Linked DNA regions of Sus scrofa: regions 1 and 2 are each linked to region 3. Evidence: chromatin contacts called from public Hi-C and HiChIP or PLAC-seq data. All regions are on one chromosome and are shown on one strand. The core of a region is the stretch at or near the end of the contact, and the rest is flanking DNA. Distances in the headings are between cores, read along the strand shown.

Evidence for each region. Hi-C and Micro-C count contacts between places; a contact is called where the count stands out from the background. HiChIP or PLAC-seq counts read pairs in DNA pulled down with a chosen protein or histone mark.
Region 1: a contact with region 3 is called in an H3K27ac HiChIP or PLAC-seq map of alveolar macrophages. The contact joins the promoter of IFFO1 here to the promoter of MLF2 in region 3. A contact is called at or near these places in 2 of 47 Hi-C or Micro-C datasets (heart right ventricle and skeletal muscle) and 2 of 2 datasets of contacts at active chromatin or transcription factors (alveolar macrophages and skeletal muscle).
Region 2: a Hi-C map of liver shows a contact between it and region 3, with 4 times the contacts expected there. The contact joins the promoter of GAPDH here to the promoter of MLF2 in region 3. A contact is called at or near these places in 1 of 47 Hi-C or Micro-C datasets (liver) and 1 of 2 datasets of contacts at active chromatin or transcription factors (alveolar macrophages).

Annotation. Positions count from the first base shown.
Region 1 is chr5:64,113,800-64,117,203 of Sscrofa11.1, forward strand. It overlaps IFFO1 (intermediate filament family orphan 1), which reads left to right and starts at 1,896. Exons shown (of 10, transcript XM_021092432.1): 1 at 1,896-3,140. The coding sequence starts at 2,368. NOP2 (NOP2 nucleolar protein) reads left to right here. Exons shown (of 16, transcript NM_001244246.1): 16 at 993-1,783. The coding sequence ends at 1,672.
Region 2 is chr5:64,132,370-64,135,584 of Sscrofa11.1, forward strand. GAPDH (glyceraldehyde-3-phosphate dehydrogenase) reads right to left here and starts at 1,651. Exons shown (of 12, transcript NM_001206359.1): 1 at 1,570-1,651; 2 at 1,256-1,296. The coding sequence starts at 1,278. LOC110260753 (a long non-coding RNA gene) reads left to right here and starts at 2,512. Exons shown (of 3, transcript XR_002344125.1): 1 at 2,512-2,838.
Region 3 is chr5:63,949,914-63,953,178 of Sscrofa11.1, forward strand. MLF2 (myeloid leukemia factor 2) reads left to right here and starts at 1,747. Exons shown (of 9, transcript XM_003481695.4): 1 at 1,747-1,962; 2 at 2,542-2,619; 3 at 2,843-2,969; 4 at 3,181-3,216. The coding sequence starts at 2,570.

The sequences.
Region 1 (3,404 bases), core at 646-3,145, 160 kb after region 3:
GCAGGTGGGGCCTTTTCCTTGATTGTGCCAAGTGGCTGCAGTTGTTTGGCACTAAATGCATTCGCAGTGCGGGTGTGGTTTCTCTTCCTTCTTGGCGAGGCTGCCTTACTGGTAATAGACCTCTTCTGGTCCAGCCTTGTCGGCACTGGGTTGGCACACGACTCCTCCGAACTATCAGCGGTTCTCTGAGCCTATCATACTAATTGGAGATCTGTTTCCCAGCCATCTTGAGGAGTCTGGCCTCAAGGGGTGGGGTGGGGTTGCTGAAACAGGCCCGAGGGCTTTGCCTGCTGGGATGTCACCCTGGGTTTAGTTGGAAAAGAGAGAGGCAAGCCTGCCTTCTCTGGATACAAACTTCATGACTTACTGAGTTGATTTCTTTTAATAAACAGTGCCTCCTAACAGAAGTCACATCTGAACATTAACAGAACAAAAATCTCTTTGAGAAGTAGCAAAATTTCCTGTAATTTTTTTGCTCTATCTTTAAAAATCTGTATTTAAATACCTGTTTAATATATGTCAGTCTTCATTTATGAAGACTAGCTTGTTTCTAGTTGCTCTGTGTGCAGCTCATCAAAATCTGCATTTCCAAAAGATTTTTGCATTTCCATCAAAAATCTTTCCTGATTAAAAGAAAGGCCCACCCAATGCTTGAGGTTTATTCAGGATTCACCTCTCCTTAGAGTGTCTCGTTACCTGCTGGCCTCAAGGGGGTACAGCCTCCTCTAAAAACCTTTTGGACCAAGGATGGGTAGTGATCCCTTCTCTTTAATATCGGGTTCAAATTCGACTTGAGTATAGGTGAGGTTAAGTAATCTGAATCTTAAGTAATCTACTTTTAGATACCTCCCAATTGTGCGGAACACTTGGCCAAGAGATAGTACCCGGGCAGTTTCCTTATTGTACTTCCTCTGCTTATCTCCACCACTGATGATCAAGGCTCAGTGATGAGGCCTGTTTTCTGAAACCATTCTATTTAATTTTAACCCCAGGAAATTCTGCAACATCAACCCCTACAAACCCAGACTTGCCCAGCCCGAAAGGGGAGGTGACTCCCAAGCCTGAGCGCAGCAGCCAGCCTGCCAAGAAGGCCAGAGTGGCTGTGCAAGCAAAGCAGCGGCTGCAGAAACGGCAACTTCCCAAGAAGGCTTCTTTCCAAAAGCAGAATGGCGTCTCCAAAGGGACAGGCTCAGAATTGTCCACTGTGTCTTCTGTCACAAAGGTCCAACCTTCCTCCAAGCTCCAGGATAGCAAGCAGCCAGCTGAGAAAGCAGTAGTGGTCAGGGAACCAAAGGTGGCTGGGAGACTAAAACAGTCACCCAAACTGCAGTCCTCCAAGAAAGTTGCCTTCCCAAAGCAGTGTGTTCCTCCCAAGGGCATGGACCCAGAAATCCCTCCTGTGCCATCCCTCTCCAAGACCCAGGATGCTTTCAAGCCTGAGGACTGCAATCAGCCCCTTGGAAACACCACCACAGGGGCTGAGAAGGTAAAGCAGCAGTTACCAGAGCAATCTTTCAAGAAAACTGCCTTCCAGAAACAGAATGGCACCCCCAAGGGACCTAAGACTCCCACCATGTCCCCTCGCAGTTCTAGCAGGCCCCCACCAGCGAAGAGGAGAAAATCGCAGTCCAGAGGCAGCAGCCAACCACTGCCGTCTTCAGTGGATGGTTGAACTAGACTGGGGTGGTTCATTGCCATTGTTACTAGGTTGGAGCTCTTACCTCCGTGAGGATGGCTTTCCCACCGTGGATGTGAAATTTAATACACAATTTGCAATCTTGCCATTGTGGTTTTTTTGCTGGTTTTTTTTTTGTTTGTTTGTTTTTTGAGGGTACTGGATGTTGGCTTTGCTGCTTTAAGGGTAGGGGTGGGAGGGTGGGATAGGGATCCTCTAAAGAGGGGATCGTGTGGTATACTGAGAAATCAAGTCAATTCCAGGCACCTGGGATCCTTTGACTTCCCCAGGGACCCAGGAGAAGGCGAGGCAGAGCCCGGGTGTTCAGACTGGAGCGAGGAGGGCAATAGGGGTGTAGGGAAGATGGATTTCGCGCTACTACAACCATGGAGTAGTGGAGGATCTGGGTTTGATGACACTCTGCCATCCTGGCTGGATTCCGGGCACAAGCAAGCGGTCCGCTCAGACCAGGGCTCAGCCTCAGACCCGGAAAGGTCGGTCCAGGTGCCAGCTTCTCAGCGAGCCTTTCATTGGCTTTCTTCCTGCCCTCCTCCTCTCCGCTGACCTCTGCCCCCTCGGTCGAGCTGTCTGATTGGCTGCCACACGTCCCCCTGGCGCCTCATTGGCTCTTCTCCCTCACCCTCCATCCCTGTTCCTGCACTAGTCTCCATCTCCCAGCAGAAGGCGCAGCCATGAATCCGTTATTCGGCCCCAATCTCTTCCTCCTCCAGCAGGAGCAGCAGGGCCTGGCCGGGCCGCTGGGGGACCCCCTGGGAGGTGACCACTTGGCCGGAGGCGGGGACTTGCCTCCGGCGCCGCTAGCCCCGGCCGGCCCGGCTCCCTATTCGCCCCCCGGGCCGGGCCCGGCGCCCCCCGCCGCCATGGCGCTCCGCAACGACTTGGGCTCCAACATCAACGTGCTCAAGACCCTGAACCTCCGCTTCCGCTGCTTCCTGGCCAAGGTGCACGAGTTGGAGCGCCGCAACCGGCTGCTGGAGAAGCAGCTGCAGCAGGCGCTGGAGGAGGGTAAGCAGGGCCGGCGGGGCCTGGCTCGCCGCGACCAGGCCGTGCAGACCGGTTTCATCAGCCCCGTCCGGCCCCTGGGGCTGCCCCTGGGCTCCCGGCCGGCCGCAGTCTGCACCCCGTCGGCGCGGGTGCTGGGGTCGCCCGCGCGCTCTCCGGCCGGCCCCCTCGCGCCCTCCGCGGCCTGCCACCCAGCGCCCTCCACCTCCGCCTCCACCGCCTACTCCTCGTCGGCCCGCTTCATGCCCGGCACCATCTGGTCCTTCTCTCACGCCCGCCGGCTCGGGCCGGGACTGGAGCCCACGCTGGTGCAAGGGCCTGGCCTGTCGTGGGTGCACCCCGACGGGGTGGGCGTCCAGATCGACACCATCACCCCCGAGATCCGCGCGCTCTACAACGTGCTGGCCAAAGTGAAGCGGGAGCGGGACGAGTACAAGCGGAGGTAGGGACCGGGAAGGTGGGGACGGCGCACACCGTCAGGCCACACTCGGGCCGGCCGGGGCTAGCTGTGCCTCCGGGAGCCGATGGGGCCCAAGAATCAGGGAGGAGTCAATAAGAGTAAAAAAGTTCCTGCTGTGCAAGGAGGAGCTTGGAAGTCCGTAAGACGACGGAATTGGATACTCTGAGACTAGAATCCACAGCGAATGCAGAAGTCAGACCCGTGACAGGAAGGAGTCTAGGAGTGGATACTGCGGGGGAACTCATG
Region 2 (3,215 bases), core at 401-2,900, 180 kb after region 3:
GGCTTCTGATTTGTTAGGAACCTGTCTTTGTTAGCTCTTTTCCCAAAATCAGGAGTGGGAGCAATAGACGTGTGGGGAGCGGGGGGGAAGGAGAGGGAGAAGCCCAGGCCCCCAGCTGCAGAAAGGTCAGGCAGCTATATTTAACCCCAGCTTAGGGTGGAGTGGGGATCTGGTTTCTGGAAGAGGGGATGGGGAGAAGGGCAGGATTCCCGAGGCTCACGGACATCTAATCCTCCTGGTGACCTTTACAGCTTGGCCTTTAGGGTGGGGTCAACCCTAGGCATGGATGGAAGGAAGCAGCTTCAAGGAGCACTGATGCAGAGACAGGGGCTGCGGCTCCGCCGGCTCCGGGAGCCATTTTGTGGAAAATTTCTAAGTACCCATGACTCAGCTCCCCCGGCATGGCACCAAGCCAACGCTACCACACCTCTCCGGAGAAAGAGAAGGGAAACAACCCGGAAACAACCCAAGACCACCCCCATAAAGCCCCGTTTTTGATTCATCAGAGAACCATCCAGAAAAAGCATCCCCTCATCCCCGGGGGGGGGAATCTGGCTGGGGCTTGAAGGGATGCTCTAGGGTTAGTTTGCTAAGAGCTGAGGTCCAGCTGACTAAGAAGGGGAAAGCGTGGCCGGACCTGGGTTACCGGATAAAGGAGACTCCACCCCACGAGGCAGGGGTAGAAGGCTTAGTCATGGGCAAGTAAGGAGAAAGATTGAAGGACTCAGGAAGATTTCCTAACGGCGGTTCATTCATTTCCTTCCTAGTTGCAACATGGCGGCTAGGTTACCGCAGATGCCCCCTCCCAGCTGGTTCTGCACAGCAGCTGTGCCTCCTGCATCCCGGGGCTGCCCGGCTGGGGGCACTGGTTGCGGCTGGGGGGATGGGCTCCTCCCCTTCACGTGACCCCGCAGGGCGCGAAAGGAAAGAAAGAGCCCCAGCTGGGGGATTAGGGGATGGGGCCAAAGCAAGAATTGGAGACTCCAGGGCTGTGTATCTGCGGCAGGTGAAGAGGAAGGCTCCGCAGAGGCGGAGTTACAGAACGCGCAACAGCCAGGGATGGGGGACACGAGGCCTTGCGAGGGCCTCCTCCAGGTCCGAGCGCTGACCTTGAGTTCTCCTTGGGGGTGGGGTACGACCACCCCATCCAAGTCCCCCACATGCTTGCACAGACCCGGTAGGGCGAGACCTGCGGACGCAATTTGGTGGGGGCTGCAGTACTTACTGCCCCACCCTGCCCCACCCCCTAACTCACCCGTTCACTCCGACCTTCACCATCGTGTCTCAGGGACGCGGCTGCCGGCAGAGGAAAGAGAACATTAGATCGCGGGGCAAAGCGGCTGGAGCCCGACGGTGCCCTCCCCGCCCCTCCCCCAGGCCTCCATCCTCGCTCTGCTCTTCTGCACGTCCTTCCTCCCCCTCAACCCGCAATGCAGGGGCCCGGCCCGGCGCAGCCACAACTCCGGCTCCAGCCGGGGCCCCGCACCCACACTCCCAGACCGCGCACGGCCCCCGGTCCCTTTCGGACCAGTCCTCGAACCCTTGTGGCTCCACTCCGCCAGGCTTTACCTGGCAATGCACGGAACACACGGCTGTCTGTCGAACGGGGAGGAGCAGAGAGCGCAGGGGAAGGCTGCAGCCGGAATTTATAGGGCAGGGGGCGGGGCGGGGGCGGGGTGACGTGGGCTCGCCTCGCCCAGTCCTAGCTCCAGCAGCGGAGGCCTGAGCTACGTGCGCCCGTAAAGTCGCGAGTAGCCGACCCCCACTTCTTCTTTTTTTTTCCTTTGGACCCGCCTGGTTCTGCCAATGTGCACGCGCCACACAAGTGGGCTGAGGACGGAGAGGGGGAGGGGACCGGTGATGCTGCCTGGCCCGGTTGGGGTTGTACTGCAGGGGGCAGTGGACTAGGAGGAGGGGGCCCTGGCGAAAACTGAGGACACCCAAGGAGCCAGGGACGTTAAAGTTGCTGCAGGGATGTAACGGGAGGATATGGGGAGCCAGTGGGATGGGAAATTGGAGCGGAACCCGGGGTTGGGGGCGCGGCTCGCAGCTCGCGGCTGCAGTCTCCCCTACCCCCCCCCCTTCAAAAGCTGAGAAGCGGGAAGATTGAGGAACTTCTCGAGGCTCTTCGGTAGTGACCCAGGAACTACAGAGGAAAAGGCCCGGGAGGGGCCTCCAGCAAGGCCCTCTCCAGCCCCCTTCCCCTTTCCCCCCTCCCCTTCTCTTGGCTCCTGGCCTCCCCGGGCTGGGGACCGCGGCTGGCCCTGGCCAGTGGGAGGCCTGGAGAGGAAGGAGGCTCGGAAGGAGGCCTGAGAGGGAAGTTTCTGCACTGAAGGTCACGATGCCCTGCAGGACAGGCAGCCTGGACATCTGAGAATCGAGCAGACAAACCAGGACCTGTGTGCACCAGCTGCTCTCCCCCAGGCCCTGGCTGGCTGGGGCCTCAGCGAGGGGACAGGATCGCTTTGGGGGGCTGGCCAGGTAGAGGCTCAGAGGTCTCCCACAAAGTTGCTCCTGGGAAATTTGAGGGCTGAGCGGCCCGGGCTGGGAGACAATGTCCCTTTCACCCCATCCAGCCCTGGGCAGAGCAGGACGTGAGAGCGGAAGTCCCTCCCCATCCTGGGACGTGCAGGCCAGCCCTGCAGTCAGGGCCTCCCTTTCACTGGCTGCGCCCAGGGGATGTTGGGGGCAGGGTGAGGTGTCCATAAGAGGGAAAAGATTGGGAGGTCTTGGACACAGGGTGGGGACAAGGGCCCCTAGCCCCTTCCCAGACGTGATGTGGAGGAGGAAATCCATTCTTCTCCAAGACCAGTCCCTCAGAAGCTGGGGCTGGGCCAGGTTTGTGAGCAGAGGATGAAAGATGGGTTGGTTCTGAGGACTTGAAGTGTTGAAGGTTCAGGGAAGGTGGGGGGAGGGTGGAATGGACGTTGCCCATTAGCAGGTGCTGGTGGAAGGAATTGGGGCCTCTTTGCTGGCCCAGCGTAACCTGAGACCAGCCCCCTTTTCCAGCTGAAAAGCCTGTGGCTAAGTTTAGCCCGCAGGATGATAACCTTTGCTTAAAAGGCAGAGAGCACGCTGCCCCGCACCCCGACTCAAGCCTGTCCTGTCCCTTCCCTTTCTGGGACTGCCCTCCTTCCTTGGGGCCCCAGATCCAAGGCTGGCTGTTGCTGGCAGCCATGTGCACAGTCGGTGCCCAGGCTTTTCAAGAGCGGCAA
Region 3 (3,265 bases), core at 497-2,996:
AGTGGTTTAAGCAGCTGCGGCTTAGGTCACATCTGTGGCTGGGATCTGATCCCTGGCCTGGGAACTCCGTATGCCCCAGGGCAGCCAAAAAATAAATAAATAAAATCATGAAAAGATAAAAATGACTGATATCAGATTCTTAAGTTTGGGAAAGAAGAAGAGAAAGAGCTCTAGGCACCCAAAGGCAGTAGGTAGAGGATACCGGATAATGGAAAAAGATGAAAGGAGAAGGCTAGAAGCTGAGCTGCCTCTTATCCAATTCCGCTGAAGGCTGGACATGATGAAATGAAATGGAAGAGGCTGGAAGGTGAGGACCACACTTAGTTAAGTCTGGGCTGCAGTACTGTCACTGGGACAACTTTTGATCACATGTCAAACTGCTCTAGTTTGGGGGCAAGAGGAAGAGGGGCACTCGTGTGGCAGAATGTCCAGAGATAGGGCATCTGGAAGATAAAAGATTCTGCTAAGTCTCTTCCCCAGAAATATCAATGGAAAACACATTTTCTTTTATTCTGTCTTTCTCTTTGGCTTTGCCAGCTTCTAGGTTCTCTGTCTCCGTTCCCCCTATGTCTCCGTTACTGCTTTTTTTCCCTCTTTAATAACGATCAAGTCCAAAGAAACCTGAGAAACCCCACTCCCACTATCTCTTCCTGAGTGACCAGGGACCTTCCCCCTCTTCCCCAAGGAAGCGTTGGGGTTGGGAACAAGTCTCTCTCACTGTCAGGCCCTGTGAAGCACGAACAGAGCCAGCAGTCAGTGTAAAGAACCAAAAGATCTGGAATTTGGATGAGCCTGGTCTAAAGTCCACCCTGGACAGTCCAAATCCTGACACCCAGGGGGAGGGCCCTTCTCTCCAGCTGGGCCAGATTTTATGCAAGGCATTTAGTGTGTCAAAGTGTCAGTCTTTGGCCTTAGAGTCGGTCTCCTGACCTGTTTTCCAACCCCGCCCCTGGGTGATCTGGGTTAATGGAGCTCTCCACCTCCTCTCCAAAACATTAGACCCTTGACCTACCTACCTTCCTGACTAGAGGCAAGAAAGATCAGTGTGGACTGGGAGCTCTTGAGGACACAGGAGTCAGAGAAAAGGAAGGGGAGAGTAGCATTAAACGAAAAGATGTCAGAACTAGGACCTCTCCCCAGTCTGACCCCTCACAGCAGGGTAACTGAGGTGGGGTCCGGGAGTCTCTCAAATGCTAGTTCCCAATGGGCTGCAGTTCCAGTCTGGCCGAAGAGCGCCATCTGGCGGCCAGCCCCTCAAACTGGAATCTCTTTGCCCTAACTGAGTTCTCGAAGCCAGAAGACAACCTGGGCGGAACCGTCACCTCCTCTCCTACGTCACTCCGGGGACCCCGCCCCTGCCTGGATCGCACCTCCTCCTGCGGGCGACTGGCCCTAGCGCCTCCCCCGCAGAATTGCCGCCCTTCCGCCCTCTCGGGTTGATCGCTTCCCCGGTAGAAATCTGCTTAATGCTCCCCCGGGGATCCGCCCCACCTCGTCGGGGAGCCCATCCTATCCCCTGGGAATCTGCCCCCGTCCTCTTCCTCCCCTCCCGGGGGATGGACTGCCCTGCTCCTCTTCCACATACTAACAGGGAGCCTCCTCCGGTCCACAGGACCCAAATCCAGGTTACTAACGAGGTCTCCCCTCCCCTCGTCCCAGAAGGACTCCGCGGCCAGGGAGCCGGCCTCGTCGGCGCCCACGCCCGCTGATGGGCGGAGCTCCGCGGGCTCGGCCCCGGGATGGGCTGTCCCATCGTGACGTCACTTCCGTCCGGGCCTGGCCGCGGTTCGGGATCCTTGGGCCGAGGGGGGGCAAGGAGGTGGCAGCTGAGCGAGGAGGCGGCGCGGAGGCCGAGGACTCACGCCTGGACCAATCCCGCGTCCCGGGCCGCAAGCCCCGATCCTGCCGCGCCCCGAGAGGCAAGACCGGCCGGATGGGCCGCTGAGCCCGGATCGGGGACCGGTGAGGCGCGAGCGGAGCGGGCAGCCGGTCCGGGGCGGGAACGGCCCGCTGAGCTGCAGAGGGTCCGGGAGCTTGGGATGCGGGGAGGGAAGCGGGTCAGGCCCGCCTCTCCTACTCGCCCGGCGGGGAGGCAGGGGCCGGGGAAGCCGCCGACAGGCGTGGCGAGGACGGTGAGGCCCGTCCGGGGGAGGCCTGGCGGCGGCCGGGTGTGAGGAGGGGGCGGGGTGGTTGGGGTCATTATTGGGCCGGCACTTGGGATTCGCCTCCGGCACGGTGGCGTCGGGGAGGGGGAGTATGCTTCTGGCCAGGGCTTTGGGAAGAGGATGACTATGAGTGGGGGAGGCAGAAAACAGGCTTGGAAAATTTTTCCATGGTCCTTTTTCAGAGAGAGGTTCGAAAAGCTCTTCTCTCCCTAGAGGGTGATGTTGAACACCTGGAGAAGGGTCTCAAGTGGAGTTGGGGGCGGGGGGAGGTCAGTTACAGTATTTGGAAGGGACAGTGCTCTGCGAGTCCCTGCCCTGAGCGGATGTGCAAAAAAGCCTGGCCGCCTCCAAAATCTGAGCCTCCACATCTTCACAGTGTGGAGCCCCCTGGAGCTAAAATCAGGATGTTCCGCTTCATGAGGGACGTGGAGCCTGAGGACCCCATGTTCTTGATGTGAGTATCCCCGCCCCCTCACGCGCTAGAGCACGCATCCGCTCCACATCAGGTCTCCGAGTAGTTCAGATGGACTCAGGGCCTCCCGTTGCTGCTCAGCCCCAGCTCAGACTTTGAGGGGAAGTCTGTGCTCCTGGTTCCCTAAGGCTGTTTTCTTGGCGGGGGCGGGGAGGCGTTGACTGCTGGCCTTTCTAAGCCCACACGGTATACACCCCATGCACAGGGACCCCTTTGCCATTCACCGTCAGCACATGAACCGGATGTTGTCGGGTGGCTTTGGATACAGCCCCTTCCTCAGCATCACAGATGGCAGCATGCCAGGGACCAGGCCTGCCAGCCGCAGGATGCAGGTAAATGGTGGTGCAACAGACCTGAGACCAGAAGAAAGGTTGGAGGGTGGTTGTATCAAAGTGCTTGATTTTTCTTGCACAATGGCCGGCTTAGCAAGTGGGCAGAGGGGTCTGGAAAACAGGTTTTGTGATCCCCTGTTGAGGGCTTGGTTTGGGACAGTAATGAGCTAGGAAGTGGTCTCTCATTCTTGTTCCTTATGTGTTCCTGTAGCCTGGGGCCGTCTCTCCCTTTGGGATGCTGGGAATGGTGAGTCCTCCTCCTCTCTTAATATCCTTCTCGTACATGCTCTATACCC